Linked DNA regions of Mus musculus: region 2 is linked to region 1. A link is a contact called in public Hi-C data. All regions are on one chromosome and are shown on one strand. The core of a region is the stretch at or near the end of the contact, and the rest is flanking DNA. Distances in the headings are between cores, read along the strand shown.

Region 1 (6,716 bases), core at 1,824-4,323:
ATCCTTGTGAGTTGTGCCCCACTGAGCCAGATGGTAAGTCTAACATCTCTGTTTCTCATCGCATGATCTCGTGTACATATGACCATGGAACCATGAACAGTGTAAGCCTTACAGTCAGTAGAGTCATCAAATTCTAAGTGTAACTTGAATGCCATTTAAACATATTTTACCAGAGGAGCATGGTAGTTATTTTCTCTTTTAATAATGTTGTAAATCAGAGTCATCCAAAGAGCAGGCACGTCGTTGAGAATCTTGGTGATGTCTCCTTATTTCTGGGCATCTCTCACTGTGTGCAGCACGTGGCCACAGCCACACAGTGGATGGGGGCGTGGGAAGGCTGTCATTGTCTCTGATCTGCCCACTAATGAGTCTATCTCTCCACTACAGAGGCTTTCCGCCAGATCTGCCCCTTTGGAAGTGGGATCATTGTGGGCCCTGATGACTCAGCAGTTGGTGAGTGCCCAGCTAGGTCTTCCCTGCCTCTTTGTCCTTCCTCTGGGTCTTATTTCTCCTTATCTACCTGGGAGAAATAATCTCTTCTATTTGACGTCTTATCATGTGGATTTTAGTTGTATTGTGATATTAGATATTCACTTACTGAAAACTGACATGACAATAGTTTAAGAAAAATACCTTGGTTTTTTATTGTTTTTTCTTTCTCCACTTAAGATATGGACGAATGCAAAGAACCTGATGTCTGTAGACATGGGCAGTGCATTAACACAGACGGCTCCTATCGATGCGAGTGTCCTTTTGGTTATATTCTGGAAGGGAATGAGTGTGTGGGTGAGTAGTGATTCAGTCCCTTCCTTTGAAATTGTTTTATGCAAAAATTGAGCGATTTGGCTTTTACTGAACCAAGGTACGAGTCATGTTCTGTTCCTCCACTGAGGGCTTCTTCATTTAGACTCCTAGCCAGTCCCCACCCTGTGCTGGGTAGGGAGCTACTACAGTGAACCAAGCAAGGATAGTCCTTCCTTGCATGGCCCTTGTAGTCTAACTTGGAAGGCAGTATCTCTTAGGACAAGAGATACTTGTCCTAAGAGATACTGAAAAGGACAACAGAACAGAAGAGTGTCCTAAGAGATACTGAAAAGGACAACAGAACAGAAGTCTTAGTGAAAATTAAAATATACTGTTAGTGCCCATAGTTTATACTTTCAGTATGTAAAAACACCAAGTTTCCTATGCATCTTGTATATTTGGTAATATGGAAGGCCAACCACCTTATTCAGTGTCTTATTTTAGCCTTTCCATTAAAATGTCTAAGGATGGCTTCTATGTGGACCACTTACTCTTAATTCTTTTCACTATATGCTAGAATTAAATATGTCCAAGAACTCTAACAAAGTATTCCTGTGACAGTGTGATCAACACTGAATGTCCATGTGTGCAGATTAAAAAGTACTGTCTTCATATAAAGAGAGGGGGTCTGAGGACTGTAGCACGAGCTAAGGGTGGGATATAAGTATATTCAACCTCTCCCACCTTGGGGGTACTACTATGCAAGTGAAATGGTTTGTGTCTAATTACCCTGGCAGCTCTAAACTGCAATGATACCATTGTTTTTATTAAATCAGAGAAGACGCAGTATTCTGGACTAAATGTGAGATTTAGTAACCTAACAGGAACAAATTTTATCGATGTTAGTGTTTTGGAATCTTCAGTTTGCGGCTGTGTATGTGCAAAAGGATTCTCCTCTCCTAGAAAGAGTGACCGTTGAGGAGAGCCTGCTGTGTTCCTCGGCTTCAGATATCTAAAATAGCAACGTTATCTCTAAAATTAGAGTTCTTTCTTTCCCAAGGGAAAATATTCTCCCTAAGGCCGAGGCCGGAAACAAGAACAGTGGACGATCCAGATGGATGGGTTAGGAGGCATCTATACTTTTTAGGGATTTTTTTTTTTGGTAAAATATTTTCTCTCTCCACAGTTGTTTAGAAAGACCATGACCTAAACATGTTTTCTCTCTCTCTCTCTCTCTCTCTCTCTCTCTCTCTCTCTCTCTCTCTCTTTTTTCCCTAGTCTTTTCTTTTTCTGCCTAATGTAAACCACCTGGTTTTAACAGAATCAACAAAATCTACTTGAATGTTGGGTTTTTTTATCCAGTATATTCTATTTAATCTTAGGTAATTTTCTATTTTATATCTGGCAAAACTCCATCATATGTAAGCCTTTTTGTGTAGTGATGTGAAGTGGGACCAACTGGAGACTTTGTCTTTGAGCCAGCAGAAACCCCTGGCTGCATATAGGAGCCTTATTTTAGCTATTAGGACATCTACTCCCAGGACAGTCTGCAGAAAGCCACTTGGGCGGTGTAAGGGCTAGACATCCATCTCTCTCACTGTCTCTGCCTTTGAGCAAGTGCAAACTCCAGCTAGAAACCAGTGGTCAGCAGGTTTCCCTCCTTGCAAGAACAGGATAACTGAGCAAGACAACACAGATCCAAGAACTCAGACAGAATGAAAAGTGATATCAGAGCCTTAGCTCCATTTTATCTGCACTCATTTTATCTCCACTTTGGATCACTGGCAGATACCGATGAATGCTCTGTGGGCAATCCTTGTGGAAATGGGACCTGCAAGAATGTGATTGGAGGTTTTGAATGTACCTGTGAGGAGGGGTTCGAGCCTGGCCCAATGATGACTTGTGAAGGTAAGTAAGGGTCTCGGATACAGAAGAGACAGTTGCCTATACTGACCATGGGAGCAGCTGTTTGATTGTAGTTCTTAAGATCAAATACCTTTCAGGGCATGGAGAGTTAAGAACATCTGAGCATGGCAGGCTGTTGCATCATTCTTCTCTGTGACCTCATATGGTCAGGAAATATAAAGAAAACAATAGAGGTGACTTGTGGCAGAAGTTATATTGTATATAACGGAATGCTCACTAGTGTGTCTTTCTGCTTACATCTCAATACAACTCCTCATTTACTACCTCCTGTCTTATTACTCTCTATTTCCTTTGTTGTTTTTGTTTCCAAGGCTCTTCTCCCCTCCCCCACCTCTTTTGTATTCTCCTGCTCTCCTCTTAGAAACATCTGCTCACAGAGCTAGATAACCACTGACATCCTGTGGTCATCTGGAGGCAATCCCAAAGGAGAGGTTGCCTAACCCATAGAGGCATCTGAAAAGTATTTGTCAGTGTGACTGCCTGGAAGGAAGTATGGAAAAGAAAGAAAAACTAGGGAGTGCCAAAGAGTGGTTGGTCCCTCGACTATTTGCCTCATATTCCCCTGGGATGCAAGCTTTCTGGCCTCATCTTCGACCACTAAATCACAAACTCTAAAAGCAGAGCCCAGCAGCTGTCCAGATGATCCACAAGCTCTTCATGATAGGGTTCCCTGGTGTAGGAAAAGAATGGGGGAGGGGAAGGGAAAGTGGTATTAAAGGGATCCCTTCATCAGAGATATGGACTGTTGGTACCTTCAGAGTGTTGTGAGCCTTTTAAGGCTGTGGTTCAAAGCTGGCCTGGATGCTCAGTCCTGTCCTTCATACACATTGTTGTTCTTGGGGGACAGCATGATCATCGAAGAGGTTTGGTTTCACCCTCTCGCTTTTGAAAACATGTCCTGACATTTCTAAACCATGCACTCTAGAAAAGTCATTTTTCCCAGTAGAGGGCATCTGTGTAAACTGAGTTTCTCTAAGTATAAAATGACCAGAACACTCTGTTTGAGCCCAGAATCCCTGTTGTCTCATAGGAACCTCTTTGTTTGGGGAAGGAGAGGTTACTAAGAGTATTAGAGAGCTTGGCTTCTTTTTGACCACAACTTCTTTAGTTAAAGGAAGCAAAGATGATCTATAGTTCATGTACAAAGGAAACGGCAACTGGTCAACCTGAGTCTTCCAACTATGCAAAGTGGACCTGTTGTTCCTCATTCACGTAAATCCATAATTACACCAGGACAGCAAGCTTGAGAGATGTACTGGGAGATCCGGAGCATACATCCACCATATTTATACCAGCTATAAAATAATCAACTCATTTTTATAATTTTCTGGATCCCTCCCATGCCTATGATAAGGAAGGCTTTTGACTTTTAGTAAAAGCACATTTCTCTCTTTTTGACATTCTTGGTGCTGTTGGCTCATTCTTTTACGTTCTCTTACTACAGATATAAATGAATGTGCCCAGAATCCTCTGCTCTGCGCCTTCCGCTGTGTAAATACCTACGGGTCCTATGAATGCAAATGCCCTGTTGGATACGTTCTCCGAGAAGACAGGAGGATGTGTAAAGGTGAGGGCCCATTTTAGTCCATTTAGTCCTCAGAATTATAAATGCTTCAACAAGCAAGTATGAATCATAAAGCAAAGAAGTCCAGGAAGGGCTCCCATAGCATCTTTGTTTCTGATAAGGTCATCGGTTTATTGGAAAGCAGTTTTCTCACCAAGTCCAAAGGCGGTTAGAAGATTCCCTTCCACGTTTAATATATCAATTCCCCATACATACAAAAGGAAATAAGCTCAACGCTAAGATGACGGAGATGATAGTTTAAAGGACAAGCCTGCAGTGGAGCTTGTTTTAAAGTTGTGATTACACATCTTTCCAGATGAGGATGAGTGTGCAGAGGGAAAACACGACTGTACTGAGAAGCAAATGGAGTGTAAGAACCTCATTGGTACCTACATGTGCATCTGCGGCCCTGGGTACCAGCGCAGACCCGATGGAGAGGGCTGCATAGGTAAGACTGTCTCTGGTACAGACCGCTCAGCATTGAAATAGCCGAGGGCAGAAGTGACCTGAGCTCTGAGTCAGGTTGGTGACGTGCTCCTTCCTCTTAATCAAATGTCACAACTCACTGTGGAGAGGCCTTACTGTTCTCTCCTCTGGGCTGGCCTGTCCCTATTCTCTTGGCCTGTATTGCTGCCAGGGTCACCCACCTTTGGCCCTTGCCCGTTGTTCATGTAGCCGTCCAGGAGGTAGATCTTCACACTGACTTCCCTCACCACTCTATGGACTCCGTTGTCTTACTAACGTCCTGTGCTAGGGCTATTTTTAAGCCAGGGCTCTAACTTCAAGAAACCCCCGCTTTCCTTGAGGTAGGTCCAAGTGCTGCTTTTTTGAATGTCCCCAGGTGATCCAAATGTGTATCAAATGTTGAGAACCACAACCCTAGGCCAGGGAATGGCAAGCTTCAGCTTCCAATCAAATCCAACCCTCTAGCCTGCCACTTCTTTTGTGAATAAAGTTTTATTAAAACACCTCATGCCCCATAGCCTCCCGGGCAGCTGGGGTTTCTGGCCTGGCCCATCAAGTTCGGCTGAACAGTGGGGTTTTTAACTAGTCTTCATGTGGCTCTGGGTGTTGTTTCCACATTCTCTGCCCCTCTCAGGGAGCTCTGTGTTCTAGAGACTCAAAGCTATTCTCAAATGAGAGAGAAACTGGGGAAGTTAGTTCGTGATATTCAGATCTAACCAATCACCAAAAGTAATCCAGATATTTTAATGTTTTAAAAACCTGTTAAATTATGGTTTATTGTTTCCTCAATAATATTGCTTTGTTACAAACAAGTCATGTTGAATCTGAAGATCAGTCCAAACTAATGTTACTGTGTCGACGCAACTTACTGGCATCATTCTGATGAAGTAATGTATCTCTTTAAAATGACAGTCAACCTTCAGTTCTCCCTCCAGTATGTGATCTCACCTTTCAGGAATCTTCTTTATATACAGATGGGGCAAAATTTAAGTAAAAAAAATGTGTGCCCAAAATGCTGCCGTTTGCATTTAGATATATCAAAATATGCTCAAGGTTGCCTTAGAAGAACAAAGAAAGAGAGGGAGAGGGAGAGGGAGAGAGGGAGAGAGAGAGGGGAGGGAGAGAGAGAGAGAGACTGCTTTTATTGCACAATCCCTCTCGGAAGGGGACTCAGAAGTTGACTCTGGAAGAGTGTTTTGGTGGCTGAGGAATACAGATGACAGGGAGACCTTGATTTTTTAATTCCTGGTCGTTCCAGGATTTCCAGCTTTTCACCATGTAGATAGATTACTCGTTTGCAAAGAAAACTGAGAGAGTGCGTGAAGGAAGAAAGGAAGGAAGGAAAGAGGGGAGGAGGAAAGGAGAGAAGGAGAAAGAGAAGAAGGGAGGGAGGGAGGGAGAGATCAAGGGGAAAAAGTCAACCTTTTAAACAATGTCTCATGAGTCCTGTTCACTGTCTCCACAGATGAGAATGAGTGTCAGACCAAGCCCGGGATCTGTGAGAATGGGCGTTGCCTCAACACCCTGGGTAGCTACACTTGTGAGTGTAACGATGGCTTCACAGCCAGCCCCACTCAGGATGAGTGCTTGGGTGAGTATCTGAAACTGGCTGCAACCTTCCCTCACACTCCAAAGCATTGTTTCTGGTTTGAAATAAGAGAATATGCCAAAAAATGTGAAGGAGCTGAAAGCAGTCATCCTTGGGAGATGACTTAGTGACCAAGTGTATCTTGGGCTCAGGACCTCCCTACAGCAAAATTCTGCCTTTGCTAATTGCACATGGGATTGCTAGCTTGGGGTTTCCTTCTTGCTGCCCTTTAAGGCCTTTGCGACCAGGCCCACTTCCGTATGTTTTTGCCCCCTTTTCTATAGCATGGCTGTTGCAACTGTTCTTCCACATGTCTGGGGCACAAAGAGTTATAAGCTTGTCTGCACCAATGCCTTTCTGCCAACTCACAGATTTCTTGTCTTGTTTCCGTCAGACGCCTCCTTTCTCTCTCCCTGCTGTTTCCAGCTT
Region 2 (6,745 bases), core at 2,535-5,034, 290 kb before region 1:
CAGACCTCACAGTGTAATATATGTGTGTGTGTGTGTGTGTGTGTGTGTGTGTGTGTGTGTGTGTGTGTGTGTGTATGTGTATGTATATATGTATGTATTGGCCTTGTCGTCATAGAGTAAATGCCAGCTGAGAGGAATGGGTATACTGGCACTGGTCAGAACCTGAGCTTGACCCGGGAGCTTGATCTTTTGTAGGTGTCTGAGTTTCCAGCTCTCAGTAAGGAGTGTTGAGAAATGGTTCTTTTGAGAATAGAAGTTGGATATCTTGAATCCAGTATTCTAATGGCTGACCATAGAAATTTGCACCCTAGAACTCTTGCGGACAGGTTGTAGTCAGTATTATATAAGAAAAATCTTTGAACTAAGTGTATTATGTATATACATGTCCTGGCTAGTTTTCATGTCAACTTGACACAATAAGCTAGAGTCACTTGAGAAGGGGGAGTCTCAATTGAGAAAATGCTTCCATAAGATGGGCTGTGGTCAGGCTTGTAGGGCATTTTTAAAATTAGTGATTGATGAAGGAGGGCCCAGCCCATTGTGGGTGGGGTTACCCCTGGGCTGTTGGTCCTGGTTTCTATAACCATGCCATGAGGAGCAAGCCAGTAAGCAGCACCCCTCTGTGGCCTCTGCACTAGCTCCTGCCTTCAAGTTCCTCCCTGCTGAAGTTCCTGTCCTGACTTCCTTTGATGATGGACAGTGATGTGGAAGTGTAAGCCAAATAAACCCTTTCCTCCTCAACTTGCTTTTGGTCATGGTGTTTCAACACAGCAATAGTAACCCTAACTAAGATAATAATAACATTAAGTAAATTTCATGTTTAATCTCGAGTGTCCTCCCTAACATAACTGTATGTTTTCAAATTTTCCAAAAGTGAAGGGTCTCCCTGGATACTCAGGCTGTATAATGTACAAAACAGGGAAGAAAGCCCGATACAGATGGGCTGCTTGAGCATATTGTACAACTGACTTTTGTGTTTGTGTCTAAGAAGGAGTCAGTGTTGAAGGCTCTGCATCAAGTAGCAGCTTACCTGCCTTGTGTCCAGAGCCCTAGGTTGAATGAATACAGTTTCAGGTTGAGTTTTGAATTTGGGTTGAATTTAAGAACTAATTTAGCCCTAGAGACGAAGGGAAGAAACTAAGACAGGAGGGTGGAACAAACCTCCCAAGATTCCCTCTGATTGGGGCTGCCATCTCTGTCTTCGTGGCCAACTCTACCTTTTCCCGGGTTCAGTAGACCCATAATGACAGAGTAATTGTTTGTGTAACATTTTATTCTGCTTTTTTTATGTTATATGTTTTATTTTATTTATGACTCAAGTCTCACATAGCTCAAGCTGTCCTTAAACTTGCCCTGTAGCCAACGGTGACTTTGAACTTCTCATCTTCCTGCCTTTGCTTTCTGAGTGCTGGGCTATGACATGCACACCCTTGTTCCAGTTACATGCTGCTGCTGTGTGCCCCGGGTTTGGTGCATGCCAGGCAAGCCAGCATTCTCCCTACTCATTCCCAGTTTATTTTATTTATGTGTTTTATTCAGTTTGTTAATTTTTTTCTTTTACATAGAAAATATTGTGAATTTGGTGATAGTGGGGGGTTTCTAGGGTGGGAAAAGATAAAGGTATGCCCAGTTGAAGAGTCTGCTGTATAGAAACACAACTAGAACAAACTAGAATTTATTGTTATTTTACTTTTTTCTGCCAATTGTCTAAGGAATTTTTTATTTATTTAATTTTAAAGTAGGCTTTATTATAAAAAGACATAAAATATACTGAAATTAAGCAAATCTAAAGTCTATACAGTTCAATGACCTATATATAGGTAGAAATCAGTTGTTATTTTATTTTTTAAAATGTTGTTTATTCATATTACTTTTGATTAGCACAGTGGTATTGCACAGCCATCAGTGGTCCTTGGCCAGTTTAGGACGGTGGAGTCTGTCAGCTCCTGTGTGGTGTTTGAAAAGAGCGTTGTCTCTGCTGACTTGACGATCTCACTGGGATGTGGGGGAGGGTTCCCAGTGGGTTTGGAAACCTTCCTTGTAGGAATGGTTGGTACAAATGTTGGCAAAGCCCACATGGCTCTCAGGACAACCCCTGGCTTTGTCTACTCTAGGACAACCACTTCCGTCCAGTCTTTGGTCATTGCAGGACAGGTCATGATCAAAGCTGTGCCTCTTTATCTGTTCCCATGCTTGCCATCACCACTTCAGGAGAGGGACTTAGACCAGAAGGTAGAATAGAATCTTGGATCTGTGCAAAATGAGCTTCCGGTTCCAAACCATGAGCTATATTTACTGTGACTCCTCCCCATACTCTGGAGTGTCTGTCTACCTGGCAGTGTTTATATGGCATCCCCTTTGTAAACTTGTGATCAATTGGCTCAGCAATATTTGTAATAAGGAGTCAAATACTTGTACCCAATCTGTATTATTTTATAATCCAATTGCTATTTCTAATTGGAAGAGTGCAACAAAAGACAGGTTCACAGCAAAAGTGAGAGAGCAACAAAGAATTTCCCATGATCCCACCTCCTACCCCTGGGCTTAGTTCCCTTGTTCTCACAGCTTGACTTTCACATGCTCATGGGATGTGTATAAACTATAACTTCGTATAAACTTAAGGCACTCAGTTTGTTGACACCCACAGGGTAACTTGCTGGGATGTCAAGAGTACATGGACTATGTAGGTCTCACTGGGAGCGAGCAGCATCTCTACGATATTGAGCGTTCCTACCACAAAGATAGAGTATCTGTCCAGTTATTTAGTTCTTTATTGATTTTGCCAGAGTTTTGTAGTTTTATATTTCTACTAAAGGCCCTCATTTTTGGAGTGGTATTGTAAAGGACATGACGGTTTTTAAATTTCATATTCTATTTGCTCCTTCCTCCCTTGGGAGACAGCGACTTTTTTTTTTAAAGATTTGTTTATATATTTTATGTGTATGAGTACACCATTGCTTTCTTCAGACACACCAGAAGCTCCCATTACAGATGGTTGTGAGCCACCATGTGGTTGCTGGGAATTGAACTCAGGACCTCTGGAAGAGCACTCAGTGCTCTTAACCACAGAGCCATCTCTCCAGCCTAGACAGTGACATTCTGTAGTAGCTTCCTTGCACTCCTGCAATTGCACACTCGTTTAGTGGTTTCCCTCCTGGTGTTCTGTGTAGCAGAGCAGAGCATTCATGGACAAAGCTTTAGTGTCTCTTTGCTGTCTGTGTTCCTTTTATTTTCCTTTCTTACCATAGTGCATTGGTGAGAACTTGTAACATGATGCTCCAAGGCAAGGAAGGGCATCACTTCCCTGGTCCTCACCCTTGTGGGAAAGTTCCAGGTTTTCCTGTTAAGTATGCCAGTCTCAGAAAGTTTATAAGGCTTAGTTTTCTTTTAAATCACAAATGGATGCTAGCTGTATTTTGAAAGATAGAGTTCAACACAGAGACTGCCCAGTTGCATGTAATGGGAGGTGTGACAGTCTGACACAGCTGAGTTTTTGAAGGTCTGTGTGTGCCTGGTGCCATTTGAGAACTACATGGTAATAACCTATTATAACCTAGAGCTATATAGGTTATAACCTATTATAGACCTAGAGCTTTCCTTAAACACCAGGTCTTTCTATGTAGAAAAGACTGTATATACAACTTATTGTAACAACTCAAAACTGCCGTGACCTCTAGACCGTGAGTCTGAGTGTCTCGCCGTCCCTCACGACAGGCGTTTGTGTGCATTCCCATTAGCTCATCGTGCTGCAGGCATGTTATGCTGGCTTGTTAGAACCGTGCTTCCCAAGCTGGCTGGGGAGCAGCAGCAGCGTGCCAAGAACTTTGCAGCACTAAATAAACAGGCACTGCCTTCCAGAAGCTTCATTTTGCTAAAACTCTGGTAGAAAAAATTTCAAGCAAACACAGCTGCATTGTGACATAGAATACAAAATGCCCAGGAGTTTCAAAGCAAAGCGAGAGCCCTCAGAGCCCCTTGCCTTCACACAAGGACACTCCTGTATTATTTACGTTTGGGGTGGGTATCACAGCATTCATGCTGAGAGCATTACTGAGGTTGAGGACGTGGAAGGGAATCTGGTACCAAAGGCCCATGTGCTCTCCCGTCAGAGCTCTTGCTAATGGTTCGCTTAGGGCTTCTCTGGTCGCTGAAGACTTGCTACACTGTTCTACCTCTTCCATGCTTTGATTGACAGTCACCCCGAGCAGCTTTTAGGCGAGAAGCAATGGTTGCTACAATGATGGGTTCTTCTACCTGGGCTTCAAACTCCCATAGCTCTTTACTTCCAAATATGTTTCCTTATTGGAGAAAAGTTTTCTGTATGCACAGTTTCTCTCCACATCTACATGTAGGGGACACTGATCTTGCCCCATAGTGTGTATTGTTTATATACCCTATTGTCACACACAACAGCTACCATGTCTTTTTGTCATTAATTTTTCAAGTATCATTATAATGCTTGTTATGCATAACATATTGCAGAGATGCCATCGGACAGAAATAAGATGTGTAACTGGTAGAAGGAGGAATATCGGTGAAACAGATTAGATTTAAAAGAAACCCAGAGGAGGGTAATGTTATTTTGGCTGCCCTGGACAGAGTGAGCAGAATAGAGTTCCCGAGTGTTCTTCTGTTTCCTGGTCTGAGGATTCGGATTCCATGGCTCAAAGTGGTTTGCCTACATTTGTATCGATACGTTAACACAGCATAAAATGCAAACAGGATTGTACCGTGTTTCCTTTGGCATGAGTAGACTCTGGTTTTAGAATAACAGTATCTTACAGGTGCCCTGTTAGCTGGGCCTCCCTCTCAGGTCACAAGTGTTCTTTTCCCATCCTGCGCACAGGCTAACCTGTGAAGGAGATCATACTACCAGGTGATGATTTTGCATCTGATGGTTTTAATTTCTACCAAAACTGATGGTGAAAATGACTTGCCGCCTTTTCTTCTGTTCAGGAAAGTATTTGCACGCGTTTGAAGGACCACGTGCAACAACTGGAGCGGAACCAGGAAGCAGTCAGATTAGAGAAGACGGAGCTCATTAATAGGCTGACGAGGAGTCTAGAGGACAGTCAGAAGCAATGTGCCCACCTGCTGCAATCAGGTGCGTGTCTTGTCGGGTGTCCCCAGGGCTACTGTGAAACAGGCTGGATCCCTGAACTACAGCTGTACTTGTTATTGTCATGTACGAGGGGGCGTGGGCTTGCATGTGCTTGTCATGGTTCACATGTAGACACTAGAGGACATCTTCCATAGTTGGTTCTCTCTTTTGCCCTGTGTTCTGGAGCTGAGACTCAGGTTGTCTTGCATCCTTCCCAACTGACTTGTATTGCAAGTGCCTTTACCCACAGAGCCATCTCACCAGCCCAGGTCCCTGAGGTATAGAAGAGCTAGAAGACACAGAAAAGTCCACTAGTGGTCAGTTTCTTTTTAGAAAGGATTATATGTGCAGTTCATATTAAAGGTGCGGTTCATTTCTGTTATGTAATCTGGAATACAGGCGTGTGTAATATTCTAAATAAACATCAGCTGCAGTCCTCTGAGAAACTAGTGCTGTGGTGCCTGAAACTGCTTCCCACTGAGGAAGGGGAGTACTCGCCAGGTGGCGCTCTGCTTCCACAGATGCAGAAATCCTGTCCTCAGCCACCTTTGACTATGAGAGCTCACTGTATTTGCCTGTTTTAGACCCAATATTTGATTAAGTATTTCCGTCTTTTTGTTTAACTTCAGATTGTTTATCCACTCACGGTGATCAGTGGACACTGAGTTACATTTTTGTCGCTATGAATATTTGAGTGTGGCCTCTGTGGTATCTGAGACGAGCTTCCTATACTTTTTGTGGCCCTGGTACCTTTAATTATTTTTATAAAATGACATTAAAGGCACTAAAATGTCAAGTTGATACACAGGCTGTGGACTAGATAAAAGTCAACCTCATTTCTGGTTGACAAAATCAGTCATCAGTGCTTTTTTAATTAACTCATAGACGTACAAGTCACATTTTGGCATATGAGGTAGTGAGCCAGTTTGGCATATGAGGCAGTGAGCCAGTTTGGCATATGAGGCAGTGAGCCAGTTTGGCATATGGGGCAGTGAGCCAGTTTGGCATATGAGGTAGTGAGCCAGTTTGGCATATGAGGCAGTGAGCCAGTTGGGCATATGAGGTAGTGAGCCAGTTGGGCATATGAGGTAGTGAGCCAGTTTGGCATATGAGGTAGTGAGCCAGTTGGGCATATGAGGTAGTGAGCCAGTTTGGCATATGAGGCAGTGAGCCAGTTGGGCATATGAGGCAGTGAGCCAGTTGGGCATATGAGGTAGTGAGCCAGTTTGGCATATGAGGCAGTGAGCCAGTTTGGCATATGAAGTAGTGAGCCAGTTGGGCATATGAGGCAGTGAGCCAGTTTGGCATATGAGGTAGTGAGCCAGTTTGGCATATGAGGTAGTGAGCCAGTTGGGCATATGAGGTAGTGAGCCAGTTGGACATATGAGGTAGTGAGCCAGTTTAGCATATGAGGTAGTGAGCCAGTTTAGCATATGAGGTAGTGAGCCAGTTGGGCATATGAGGTAGTTGGAACAGGGACTGTGGTTTGATCAGGGAGAAAGCACTAAAGTTAACGGCTGTGTGTGCTCTGCTGAGGACCAGATTTGGACCCTGTTCCCTTTAGGCTCTCCTGGCCCTGCTTCCCCTTGCCATGACTTAGTGAGTCGTTCCTTGACTGTTAAAGACTCTGAACTGTGAATACTT

Evidence for each region. Hi-C and Micro-C count contacts between places; a contact is called where the count stands out from the background.
Region 2: a contact with region 1 is called in a Hi-C map of uterus, with 3 times the contacts expected there. The contact joins two enhancer-like sites. A contact is called at or near these places in 1 of 15 datasets of contacts at CTCF or cohesin (the NIH/3T3 cell line), 9 of 484 Hi-C or Micro-C datasets (the Ba/F3 cell line, the N1E-115 cell line, brown adipocytes and 4 more) and 1 of 115 datasets of contacts at active chromatin or transcription factors (vascular smooth muscle cells).

Annotation. Positions count from the first base shown.
Region 1 is chr2:125,314,933-125,321,648 of GRCm38.p6, reverse strand. Fbn1 (fibrillin 1) reads left to right here. Exons shown (of 66, transcript NM_007993.2): 51 at 1-33; 52 at 388-453; 53 at 670-786; 54 at 2,533-2,652; 55 at 4,115-4,237; 56 at 4,551-4,682; 57 at 6,165-6,290. Among named protein-coding and RNA genes, the nearest start is that of Dut, 71 kb to the right of the region's middle. Within about 2 kb of position 3,073, at least 21 of the 459 cell types and tissues checked have an H3K27ac peak or open chromatin away from gene starts, as enhancers often do. A contact at or near this core is called in uterus, where this site is marked.
Region 2 is chr2:125,603,695-125,610,439 of GRCm38.p6, reverse strand. It overlaps Cep152 (centrosomal protein 152), which reads left to right. Exons shown (of 28, transcript NM_001081091.1): 10 at 4,957-5,104. Among named protein-coding and RNA genes, the nearest start is that of Cep152, 18 kb to the left of the region's middle. Within about 2 kb of position 3,784, at least 33 of the 459 cell types and tissues checked have an H3K27ac peak or open chromatin away from gene starts, as enhancers often do. A contact at or near this core is called in uterus, where this site is marked.